Regions from separate parts of the Mus musculus genome. Here region 2 is linked to region 1. A link is a contact called in public promoter capture Hi-C data. All regions are on one chromosome and are shown on one strand. Each heading gives the region's core, a stretch centred on a gene start, on an enhancer-like site or on the middle of the called end of the contact. The rest is flanking DNA. Distances are from core to core; before and after follow the strand shown. Region 1 holds the start of Gpn2 (GPN-loop GTPase 2). Region 2 holds the start of Pnrc2 (proline-rich nuclear receptor coactivator 2).

Evidence for each region. Promoter capture Hi-C pulls out the DNA fragments that hold promoters and counts their contacts.
Region 2: a promoter capture Hi-C map of pre-B cells shows a contact between it and region 1, with 4 times the contacts expected there. The contact joins the promoter of Pnrc2 here to the promoter of Gpn2 in region 1. A contact is called at or near these places in 2 of 39 promoter capture datasets (liver and pre-B cells).

The regions. Positions count from the first base shown.
Region 1 is chr4:133,580,948-133,586,594 of GRCm38.p6, reverse strand. Gpn2 (GPN-loop GTPase 2) reads right to left here and starts at 2,222. Exons shown (of 5, transcript NM_133884.2): 1 at 1,726-2,222; 2 at 529-685. The coding sequence starts at 2,136. It overlaps Gpatch3 (G patch domain containing 3), which reads right to left. Exons shown (of 7, transcript NM_172876.2): 5 at 4,002-4,123; 6 at 3,486-3,613; 7 at 2,353-2,976. The coding sequence ends at 2,763.
Region 2 is chr4:135,870,348-135,876,671 of GRCm38.p6, reverse strand. It overlaps Pnrc2 (proline-rich nuclear receptor coactivator 2), which reads left to right and starts at 2,826. Exons shown (of 3, transcript NM_026383.3): 1 at 2,826-2,998; 2 at 3,573-3,777; 3 at 4,218-5,746. The coding sequence starts at 4,236. The coding sequence ends at 4,658.

The sequences.
Region 1 (5,647 bases), core at 973-3,472:
CTCTGTTCCTTTATGACTTCGGAGTTTAAAGAGCCCATGCTACTAGCACAGCAGAGAAATGATCTGGCAGAAAGATATGCTGGCCATTGCGACATGACACTACCCAACTCCCCTTGCCATGTGAGGATGCAGGGGTAAGGTGGCCACCTACTAGCCAGACCTTGCATCTACCCATGCAGGTCTTAAGACTTCCCACTCTCTAGAACATGAGGAATAAATGTCCGTTGTCTTAGGCACTGGGTTGATGGTAGTTTGATTACAACAGCCCCAACTAGGACAGCACTTTGCCTCTACTGTACAGGCCAGAACAGGTACCCAAAAGTCAGGGTGCCATGGCTCAGAGCAGTGAGCTGTGATCCACTCCCTTCAGCCAGCCACTGTACTACCACCTGTTTTAAATCCTTTAAAGCCCCATCTGTAGCTCTCATCTCTAAATCAACTGTGGCATCTAGCACAGCGCACAAAATAATGGCCAAAAGTCAGGAAGGCAGCGAGGTAGCTCCCTTCGCGCTGCAGGCAGTCTCTTACCCAGCTTCCCATAGTGTTCAATAAGGTCCATCTTGGAGAGGAGGTTGATGTGGGGCAATTCCACGTGCAGCATGGTGGCCAGGGAGGTACACAGGACGGAGATGAACTTGGCTGGGTCTGTGCAGTAGTGAGAATCCACAAGGTGGACAGCAGTCAGCTGTGAGCAGAAGGTACAGGGTGAGAGGAAGACTGACCTGGTGAGGGAGGACACTTCTGAGCCCACATCTCCCTCGAGAGCCTGGCAGCCCACGGATCCAGTGTACCCTTCCTTAGTACTGTTCTATTCCTTCCTTAGTACTGTTCTATTCCTTCCTTAGTACTGTTCTATTCCTTCCTTAGTACTGTTCTATTCCTTCCTTAGTACTGTTTTATTCCTTCCTTAGTACTGTTCTATTCCTTCCTTAGTACTGTTCTATTTCCTGTTCATGTGCCTGCTTGAGACAGGGCTTGATGGCCCAGAACTCTTTCTGCCTCCACACCACATTGCTGGGGTTACAGGCCTGAGATATTTTCCTGCCTCTTGTTCTTAATTTTTTTTTTCCAAGACAGGGTTTCTCCGTGTAGTCCTGGCTGTCCTAGAACTCACTCTGTAGACCAGGCTGGCCTCGAACTCAGAAATCAGCCTGCCTCTGCCTCCCAAATGCTGGGATTAAAGGCGTGCACCACCACCGCCAGGCAACTTAATTTAAATTTAATAACATCATGTCCTCCTCCAAGAAGATAGGGGGCAATTTTACCATTTTGTCCTTCCTACTATTCTGGGGACCAAACCCAGGGACTGTGGCCTCTGCTTGTTAGACAAGTTCTCTACCACTGAGCTAATCTCCAACACCTCTTCCAAGGTCTCTTGCACAGTTCCTGCAGTGGACAAAGGGTTCAAATCACACTGCACCTACCTCTCTACTCTTTCATCACACTTCTGAACACCAACTAACCAATCACTAAGCCACTTTCTGTGTAGTCACTTCCACTGTTTTTAAAATTGGGAACTGTCACATTCATTTTAGAGATGACAAAACTGAGTGAAAGGACTTTCCAAGACCATGAAATGAGTTGGGGCCGAGCTAAAATTCTATCTCAGAGGCTTTAGTTCTGCTTCAAACTTAACTCAGCCGCTATCTCCCAATGTAACTTGGGGGCGTGGCACCTATCCGCCTCCCGGTCTCAGGGATTCCTTCTGCCCGACCCGAGACACACCCTGAGGTCCCACTGGGCCATTTGGGAGAAGATGCTGCGTAGGGCGGTGTGGTGCGTGCAGAGCTCCACCTGGCCGGGGCAGTCGAAGAGAAAGTAGTGGCCTCGCAGGGGCTCCAGCTTGGCGCGCAGCCAGTCCAGGTTGGCTTCCAGGTACTCCATGCAGTAGAGCAGGCCACCGTTGGGCCCCAGGCGCAGCGCGTCCATCACGTCGCCCAGCCCCACCAGCTCGCCCACGTCCACCGCACACTCGTAAGGCAGTCCGTCGTTAGCGGGGTCCAGGTTCACCACCGCCACGCGCCGCCCCAGAGCGCGCAGGAACTCACTCATGCCCAGGCAGTACGTGGTCTTCCCCGAGCCCGGGGGCCCGATCACTGCCTGCCCGAAGGCCGTAGTCGGGGCGGCCCCCGCCATGGGTGGAGCTGGCAGCCCACGGGCGCCTCACCAAGTAAACTCAAGCAGAAAAACGAACAAACTACCCGGCAAGGAAGGGAAAAGTTCCGACTTCCGGATTCCGCCGGAACTTGTCTGGAGAGGAAGTCCCACCCACACGGCCACGGCATAGGCTGTGGTCACGCAACCGCACACCTCCGGTTTTAAGATTTCCCCAGGCTTCACTAAGGCAGATCTCCATGCCGGGTAAACTGGTTTATTCTCGCACCGATCCGTCTCTAGGCAGAGGGTAGACGTGGTAAGGGACCGCGACGCTCTCTGGATCAATTCTCTGGTCCCCTTTCCCAGCTTCACGGAGCTCTTCAGACAACCCTCAAACCCGACTGGACGGTGCCACAGGCAGTCCAGATCTTCACTGTTCTGGGCAAACCCAAACAAGCACTAGGGCCTGGAGACCAAGGGAAGGCCTTTAGGCACAAACACCCCAGGAGACGGAGGGGCTTTTGGTGATATCATCTTTGAGGTAGAGAAACTGGGCATGCTCAGGGCTGCTCCCAGGCTCTGGGCTGCTTCTCAGGTCCACAGGGCAAGATCCAGGCAGAGGGCTAAGTCCCTGCCGCAGAGTGATCCTGACCAAGGACATAGGCTCACTCGGGCTCAGGTCTGTCCAAGGCACAGCTAGAACCCTTCACAAAAGTCATATCTGTCCGAAACTTCATGCTGGTGGGTGGCTGGCGCCGGAGCAAGGTCTCCCCCTGGTCTTGGGGCAGAGGCTCATCATAGATGGTGGAAATGAGCCCCAAGCCAGTTCGACGGGGCCTCTTCAGTTGCCTAAATGGCTGTAACTTCTCTCCATGGTATCTGGATAAAACAGAGCTCTTGGTGAGAAGGCTGCTCTCTTCAAAGCCCAGTAAAGAGGTTAGCAAGAGACAGGAAGTAATTACTACATATCTGGTTTGTTCTATCAGAGCGGTCTCATGCTCATAGCACAAGAACCCGGGGCAAGGACACACTCACTCCTGAGCCACACCTCCAGCACCAAAGACAAAGCATTGTCTCCAAATTCTGCTCTCCAGCCTCTGGAGAGGAGTGTCAACTATCAGGGACCTGGGAATTTTCATTTCCACAACAGACTCCCTTATGAAGCCAAAACCCAGACTTGAGGAAATGACTTCCCTGAGGGCCCCGTGATCCTTTAAGTTGTAGGATTGGGTTTAAAATGAAAATAAGGACAGTGTCATCTATTTCTACACCTGCTGTGAAGCTGTTCATTTAGAGGGGCCCACACCCACCTCAAAACAATGGCAAGAGGGAAAGCAGACAGCAGCACAGCTGGACAATGGCCTAGGGAGCCCCTCAGGTGCACTCACCCCAAGCCGCGCTTGCATCTAGGATGCTGGCCATCTCCATCCAGGGCCTCAGGCACCCCGGAGCACCTGCTGCCCAGGCCCTGGCCTTCAGCCCAGCCCTGGCGCTCCATCACCTTCCGGCCGATGCCCTGCAAAGGAAGAAGCGAGAGTCCAGAGAAAGAAGTGGCTCAAGTGTGGCAGGGGTGCAGGCTCCATCACTTGGGAGATGGAGCAGAGATTTAAGTTCGAGGTCAGGCTGGGCTACATATGAGACCCTGCCTCAAAGGATGTAAGAAGAAGAGGGAATGGTTGGGAGGCAAAGGCAGGCGGATTTCTGAGTTCAAGGCCAGCCTAGTCTACAAAGTGACTTCCAGGACAGCCAGGGCTACACAGAGAAACCCTGTCTCGAAAAACCGGAAAAAAAAAAAAAGGAATGAAGGGAAGGGAAGGAAAGAAGAAGGGAGAGTGGGCATGCTCCTTGGAGCAGGAGGAATGGAGGAAGAGGGAATGGCATTGTGGTTAACCACACTCACTTACCTTGGTGTGGCGCTCAAAGGTGCCGACTTGGCCACCTAGCACAGAGCCATCTTCCTGACCCTCACGGAGTCTCCGTTCCAGGCGCATTTGGACAGAGTCACGGGCATCCTTGTCTCCTCCATCTGCAGGAACACAACCCATTCTGTAAAAGAGTCCCTGTCCCCGGGAGGATGAGATGCTGGGGTCCCCTCACAAGATCTCTGACTCATGTTCACAATGTCCTGTAAAATGTTTTACGAGCTTGGGAGCCCAACAGGAACAGGAACCTTGGCTCTCTTCTTCCAGATGAGGCAGGGTGCAGACATCAAAGAATGGCAGAGATAAAACCAGAAGCCAGGTTACTGGGAACCAGAGAGATGGTCCAGCAGTCAGTGTACTGATCCTCTACAGGACCTGGGTTCACTTCCCAGCATGCCCATGGCAGCTCACAACTGTCTGTAACACCAGTTCCAGGGGATCTGATGCCCTCTTCTGCACTCCAAGGGCACCAGCACATGGTATACTTACATGCAGGTAAAACACATATTTGTCTAAGACAAAAATAATCAGTCTCAGCTGGACATGGTGGTGGCGCACACCTTTAAATCCCAGCACTTGAGGGGGAGAGACAGGTGAATTTCTAAGTTCAAGGCCAGTCTGGTTTACAGAGTGAGTTCCAGGACAGCCAGAGCTACATAGTAAGACCTGACTCAAACAAACAAAAAACATTAAAAAAAAAGTCCTTATCTAGAAAAATGGCAAGGAATCACGGCATAAATCTTAAACACTGGCATTCGGGAGGCAGGAGGAGGAGGATGGATGTTGGTGACTTTGAGGTCGTCTGCTCTACATAGCAAGTTCTTGGAAGCCAATGCTACACAATGTCTTAAAAATCAAAACAAAATAAAAAACAAAAATAAAACAAAAATCCCAGTTTGTTTCTCACTTCAGAATTATGAGTTGACCAAAAGCCAAGCTTCTAAGTACTTAGCCTATTCACCCGGAACCCACCGAGGGGTGTTCCCACAGAGAGGATCAAGGGTCTGCCGACCACCAGCACTTCAACCCAGCTACAGATAGCGAGTGCTCTCAGGTGGAGGTGGTGAGTGCAGTCAGCCTCTTTCTCCAGGCTCTGCGCCTGCAGAGCCAAGCAGTTTAAAACTACTCAGAAAACAACTGCATCCGCACCACCACGCAAGACCCCTCACCCAGCATTACTCCTAAGGACAATTCCTGAGCATCCATCATTTAGGAAACAGCCACAGTTAGTTTGTTGGTTCCTTCTGAGCCAGGACCGCATTGTAGCCCAGGATGGCCTCAAACCAGCAGCAACCTTCACATCTCACTTCCCCAGTGTAGGGATCTCCTGCACTGTACATTACACCACCATAGCTGGTAATAACTTTTTTCCTGGTGCTGGAATTGAACCCAGGGCCTCACACGGCCTAGGAAAGTACCAGTGAGCTGTAGGCCCAGCCCATGATGACTTTATTTGTTTCTGTTTTTCTTTTTAAAGACAGGGTTTCTTTGTGTAGCCCTAGATGCCTTGGAACTCACTTTCTAAACCAGGCTGGTCTCACACGCACAAAGACCGGCCTATCTCTGCCAGGGTTACCTGTGTTCACCACCACTGCCTGGCAATTATTCTTTTTGAGAGAGATTATTTT
Region 2 (6,324 bases), core at 1,577-4,076, 2.3 Mb before region 1:
TGGTAACACTAATGAGAGCGTGAGCTGTCTCTGAGAGCCCGGGCTCCTCCTAGCAGGCCTGCCTGCAGACATTCAAAGTGACCCCGAATTTACAAACAAGCTTGAAGAAGAAAGAACAAACAAGTGACAAGCTCTTGAGTCAGTAGATTAGAGACTTGTATAGGTGTGGCCCACAGGGTGACTGTGCCAACAACCCCCCCCCCCCCGCGTTGGAGTCTAAACAATAGACCTCGGGTGTCATTTGACTTCCCTCTTTGTACTTCTATTTAGATTAGGCAGGGGAATGCTTCTCTTCTCTGTCTCTCTCTCTGGATGGGCACACGCTGTTGAGGCCAGAAGTTATTTGCACTGGACATTCTCGATGGCTCTGTACATTGTCTGCTTACATTATTTCCTCATTTATGGTGTTGGCATGTGTGTGCCACGGCATGGTGTGGATGTCATAGGAAACGTTGTAGGAGTTTGTTCTCTCCTTCCACCATGGAGGTCCCAGAACTCAGGTTGGCAGGCTCGAGGGGGAGGGGCGTGGGAGTGGCTTGACCTGCTAATCAACCTCACCAGCTTCTCCTTTTTTGCTTTTGTTTTGGACACAGGATCACAGTAAGCCTGGCTGGCCCTGACCTCTGAGATTCTCCTGCCTCCACCTCCCAGAGTGCTGGAGTTAGGAGGGCTATCACTATGCCCTTCATTTTGTTCTTTGAGATGAGTTCCCTAACTGAACTTGGGGCTCACTGGCTAGAGATTACGCACTTCCCACAGCAGTTACAAACTTCTATGTGAGCCACTCTAGTCCCTGCCCCCTTTACAATTTACAATTAAGAGTCCTCTGTGGAAAAACCTTCAAGCTATACCTTCTTAACTTTTTTTCTTAAGATTTATTTATTTTTCGTATGTACACTGTCGTTGTCTTCAGACACCCCAGAAGAGGGAGTCAGATCTCTCGTTACGGATGGTTGTGAGCCACCACGTGGTTGCTGGGATTTGAAGAGCAGTCGGGTGCTCTTACCCACTGAGCCATCTCTCCAGCCCACCTTCTTAACTTCTAATTCCCTTGCAATGAGCAGGTTATTTGTCTAGAGAAACCAGGCCAAACTTCCCCAAAGCTCAGCTCCCTTCTCTCACAAATAGGAAAGGGCTTTCCCTTCTTTTGGATCCAGATGAGGTTTCTTTTTTTCTTTCTTTCCCAAAGCAGGCACTAGATAAGTGTGGGCAAGATGAATGCTTTAAATTAAATATCCACTGGCTATGGTGGCGGATGCTGTTAGTGCCAGGACTAGGGAGGAAGAGGAAGGCCTCTCTGTAAGGGCTTACGGTTAGTGCCAGGACTAGAGAGGAAGAGGCAGGCCTCTCTGTAAGGGCTTACGGAGGACCTGTCACCCTCTTTTGGCCTCCCAGGACACTGCAAGCATGCGATGCACAAACCAAACAAAATCAGACAGGCAGACGGTGATATTTCGAAGAAGGAATTCTTTTTTACACATGGTCCAGAGTTTGGAGCTCTTGTGGACTGGTAGCTATTAATGAGCTAGAGACAGTGCTAAGACATGGTGAATGCCGGAACCATGCTCTCCCAAAGGGCAGCCTGACGCTGACCTTGTAGGAGAGAGCAGGCTCAGCCAGGTGGCAGGACACAGGCAGGCTTCATGGCACCCAAGCTTTCCGACAATGTGGGTAATGGTGTCCTCTATGTCAAGCACCTTTTAGGCACAGAGAAGAAGGGCACATGAGCCCAGGCTCTTGAAACTCACTGTAGCATTATGCTTTGAAGTGTGGCACCACTGAGATGTCCTGAATCCAAGAACACTGGAAATCAGAATAGCACCTTGCCCTTAAAATTGCTGAGACTGGAATGAGATGACATAAGCAAAAGTCTAGCATGAGGTAGGGAGCAGATAAAACACCCTAGATGCATTTGGACAGGCTTGCAGAATTCTGGACCAACTTAATTCTGGACAGCAATGGCTATATAGATAGATGTGTGAGTGTGTGTGTCTTATTTGCATCACAATTTGGAGCCAATGAAACGTTTTTGTTTTGCTGAGATGGGGGTTTTGCTATGTACTCCAAACTGACCTCAAAACTGAGAAGCTGTGATTACAGGCCTGAATGAGGCAAGACACCTGGCACATTTACCCCCAGAATTATTCACTGAAATTGGTGTTCACCCTTGAAATGTTGACTCTAGGATACACGTTTTTCTTTTTCTCTTAAACAAAAGATATCTCTCCTTTCTTTCCCGAACCTTGCTGTCATTCTTGAGCGGTATATTTCTTTTCTCTAGTTTTCCCACTTTCGAAACAAGACCAAAAAATGTGTAGGGATCCAGCAAGTGCTGTGTATAGAAAAAGCAGGCCCTGATAGTAGTGACAGTCTCAGGTACCGAGAAAAAAGTGAAGCTAGATCAGAGGAGACATAAAAAAGGAAGGTGGTCATGTGCAGAAATAGTTGCCGGGCTCTGGGTGGGGTGAATATGACCCACGGCAGCTCTGGGGCTGGCCCAGTGACCGCAGGACAGAAAGGGCCAGGAACAAAGACGGGCGCCGCGCAGAGGTCTGGTCACGGAAGTAAAGTACGGGCCCCGCTGCCAGAGGCCAGCAGAAGAGCAGCTGCCCTCCGCCAGCCGGGGAAAGTCCAGCAGCGCGGCTCCCGAAGCGGGCCAGTTATTCCCGACATGCTCCTCCCGCAGGATTTCAAACCATGACAACAGCCACCCCGCACTCCCCCCCCCCCCCGCGTGCCCCAGCAACAGGCGGTGGCTGGCGTCTCATTGGCCGCGGGACGCGCTGCCGCGTCCTCATTGGCTGCACAGTCTCCGGTCCTCTTCCGCGCTTGCAGCGGCCTCCATTTTGTCGGGAAAGGCAGTAGGAGGTTGGTCCCCAGACGGAGTTGTGATCCGTGACTCGTTCGTGGGCTGTTAGATCCGTGCATCGTTTCTCCCTGTAGAGGGAAGGAGGCTTGGAGGTCGAGAGGGAGCCGCCGCCGCCGCCGCTCGAAGTCGGTGAGTGTGGCGGGGGCGGCCATGTTGGCCATCGCGGGCACCATTGTTGGGCCTGGCTGAAGAGGAAGTGAGGCCGGTCGGGTGCGACCGACTCCCTGGGAGCGGAGCCGCGGGCTGAGGCTGCGAGCTTGCAGGTTCACTGTGCGGGTGACTGCGAGTGCGGGCCTTCTGACTTACAAAGTCGGAGGCTTCTCAGCCTTGTGAGGGTGTTTGCTAATTAGAACAGAGAAACCTTTCCCCTTAGAGGCGTGATCTTTAGGAATGTAAGGTTATTATGGTTTGTGAAAAATTATGGCACCCGTTACCGGAGTCATAGGCGAAATCACGATGCGCGCTGTTGGGAACAGAACCTTGATGTGGAAATGGCTGTGCGGGTCCTAGTTTCACTTTAAAACGGGTAAGAGTTGCAGGTAAGCCCCCAAGAGTTGTAAGCTGATATTTATGAGGTCAAAGAAAGTCGTGGTCTCATACATCATCTATGAAGCTTTGAGGAAGCAGCGACAGCCATTTCTGTAGAATGTCTAAAAGATCACTTTTTGGGGTTATTTTCAAGTAATTCTCTTTCCTTTTCTAGCTAGGACTTCTCTCAAACTTGTGTGCTGAGGAGACTCGATGTGGACCTCAGCTCCTAGGCTGAAATCAGCAGACTGGCTCATGAAAACTTGTGTACTGAGACAAAGGAAAGGATCTAGCAGAAAGCAACGTCTCTTATCCTGGGCTTGGCAGCAAGGAAGAGGACAAGTAGTGGAAATCCTTCAATCTGAAAAGCAAACTGAAAGGTATAAAGATTCCCATCACAGTGGGGCCAATTATCTTAGGAGTGAAGCAATTCTAAACTATTAAGGTCAGCGGCCATGCATGGCGATGCTGCAGTATTATGTGCCTGTAATTCCAGCACTCCAGAGTTTGGGGCAAGACTGCTTAAAGTTGGAGGCCAGTCTGGTATAGGAGACCCCACCAGCCACGGGTGGCTTTCGGTGTGTGGGGTTATTTCTTTTAGCTTGTACAAAGAATGAAAGAAGAGCTTGCTTTAATTTTTTTCTTCTTTCAATTTCACAAACTGGTATCTAGCTCACGACTTTAGTTTTTTGAGGTAGATGGTTTTGAAGTCGAGCCTAATGCCATCTTGTCATATTTTCTTCAACACTTCTAGAACTGGAACTATGGAAACATCACAAGGAACATGTGGAATTTATTGTTTACATGTATTTACTTACAGGTGACAAAGAAGCTGAAGATGGGTGGCGGAGAGAGGTATAACATTCCAGACCCTCAATCTAGAAATGCTAGTAAGAACCAAGAACAGCAAAATAGACAGAAGAGCAAGGATCAGAATTCTTCCCAGACGAAGATTGCTCATAAGAAAAAGGAACGAGGACATGGGTACAATCCAGCAGCAGCAGCATGGCAGGCCATGCAAAATGGGGGAAAGACCAAGAGCCTTTCTAACAACTCCAACTGGAATGCTGGTTTATCAAGTCCTAGCTTGCTTTTTAAGTCTCAAGCTAGTCAGAACTATGCTGGAGCCAAATTTAGTGAACCACCATCACCAAGTGTTCTCCCCAAGCCACCAAGCCACTGGGTTCATGTTTCCTTGAACCCTTCAGATAAGGAAACGATGACATTTCAACTTAAAACCTTACTTAAGGTACAGGTATAAAGTTAGTAGGTGTTAACTTTAAATTGTGACGCTTACACATGACATCTGATTTATGTGCTGTACACACTATACAGTGTCGATGCAATTTCAACAATTTAAGTGACTAATTGATTCTACTTGGTAAATTCAAGTTTAGATCTGGGAAATAGTAACCTTAACTTTTTTATTGTTTGATGGGAAAAATTAAGATTTATGGGTTAACACACAACTTCTGAAGAAGTCAGACAGTGCATTTAGCATATACAAGGTTGCACAGTTCAGTTTCATGGTCTAGGGTCATCCAAACTATCTTGGGCATTTTTCAAAAGATAGCGGCGCAGCACATGTCCCAGTGGTCATTTCTTAAATGCAGTGGATAAGTACCCAGAGATGTACCAAGTCTATTCTAAAAACAGACAGTGCTGACTAGCACCCCACAAAGCTGCTAAAGTGATCCTGGCCTCACCTATATACAAAGCCTGTTTGAAGTAGGGAGTTGTGTTTGTGACATTTAAAGTCATGTAAATACATGTAATAAGCTTGTAACATATGTAATGTTTTCTTAGCCTTTATTCTACAAAAATAAGACTATTTTTAGTGTGAATTTGATGAATGTAAGACCATGAACTGTTTTTTTTTTAAAAATCTTATGGCCTAATTTTGAAGGTCTCCAATTTTTAAAGGTTGCCCTTGTGCTTAAGTGCCAGAGTGAATCAATGTAACTGATGTGTGAAATCTGTTGTATTAAGTTTTTATAATTGAAAAGATTTAAGCTACATTTCCTGTTTTTTTTTAAAGAGATATAAAGATGTAGGACAAAACTTCCTCCCCAACCATCTTAAACCCAAAGACTCATTTTGGCTTTATCAACCCTAAGTCACCCCTGCCTGATTATGTGCAACCCCTCATTTTCATTGGCAAAGGGAAAAAGTCTCTTGTGTTATTAAACCCAGTAACAATTACTTCTCAATCTTTATGAGCAGAAGAGCTAAATTGTGTTTTCTCAATTAAGTTCAGAGCAAGAGTTCAAGTCAAACATTGAGTATCCTAAAGGACAAGTTCACAAAACTATAATCTGACTGAAAAATAAAATTCATAAATAAACCTTTCCTCCCTAGTACATTCTTTTTATGTAAGTGATTTATGATTGTCTACTTGGGATGACTGTGATGCTACTATGCTGTTTGACACAGGTCTCTCTAGCTTGAACGCTGAGATTGACAGTGTGCACAGCCCTGCCCAGCTGAACTATGCTTCCTCTGTGCTGATGGGGAATTTAAACATTTTATTTATGACTATTCAAACTACCGAAAATCCTTGTATGTAGGCAGATATGAGTTACAGAACAGCAAGTGCTTTACCTGGTCTCAAAACCAAAAGTGTAATTAGCTTTTGCTTATTTGCTTAAACAATCCCACCTGCAGAGGATGGATTATCCCTGGTGTGATTCAGTGGAACAACTAACAAAGTCTTTTTGTGCCTCTGCCTATACTTTTGTTTTTTTATGTATGCATTAGAATGCAGCAATATGCCCAGATCTCTAATTTGGACTAAGATGTGTGCTGATTGCATAAACACTTCAATAGACACTAATAAAACATAGCTGTAAGTTCATTCAGGAGGCACAAATAGCAAAAAAAAAAAAAAAAAAAAAAAAAAAAAAAAAAAAAGGCAGCCAGGAGGGCTA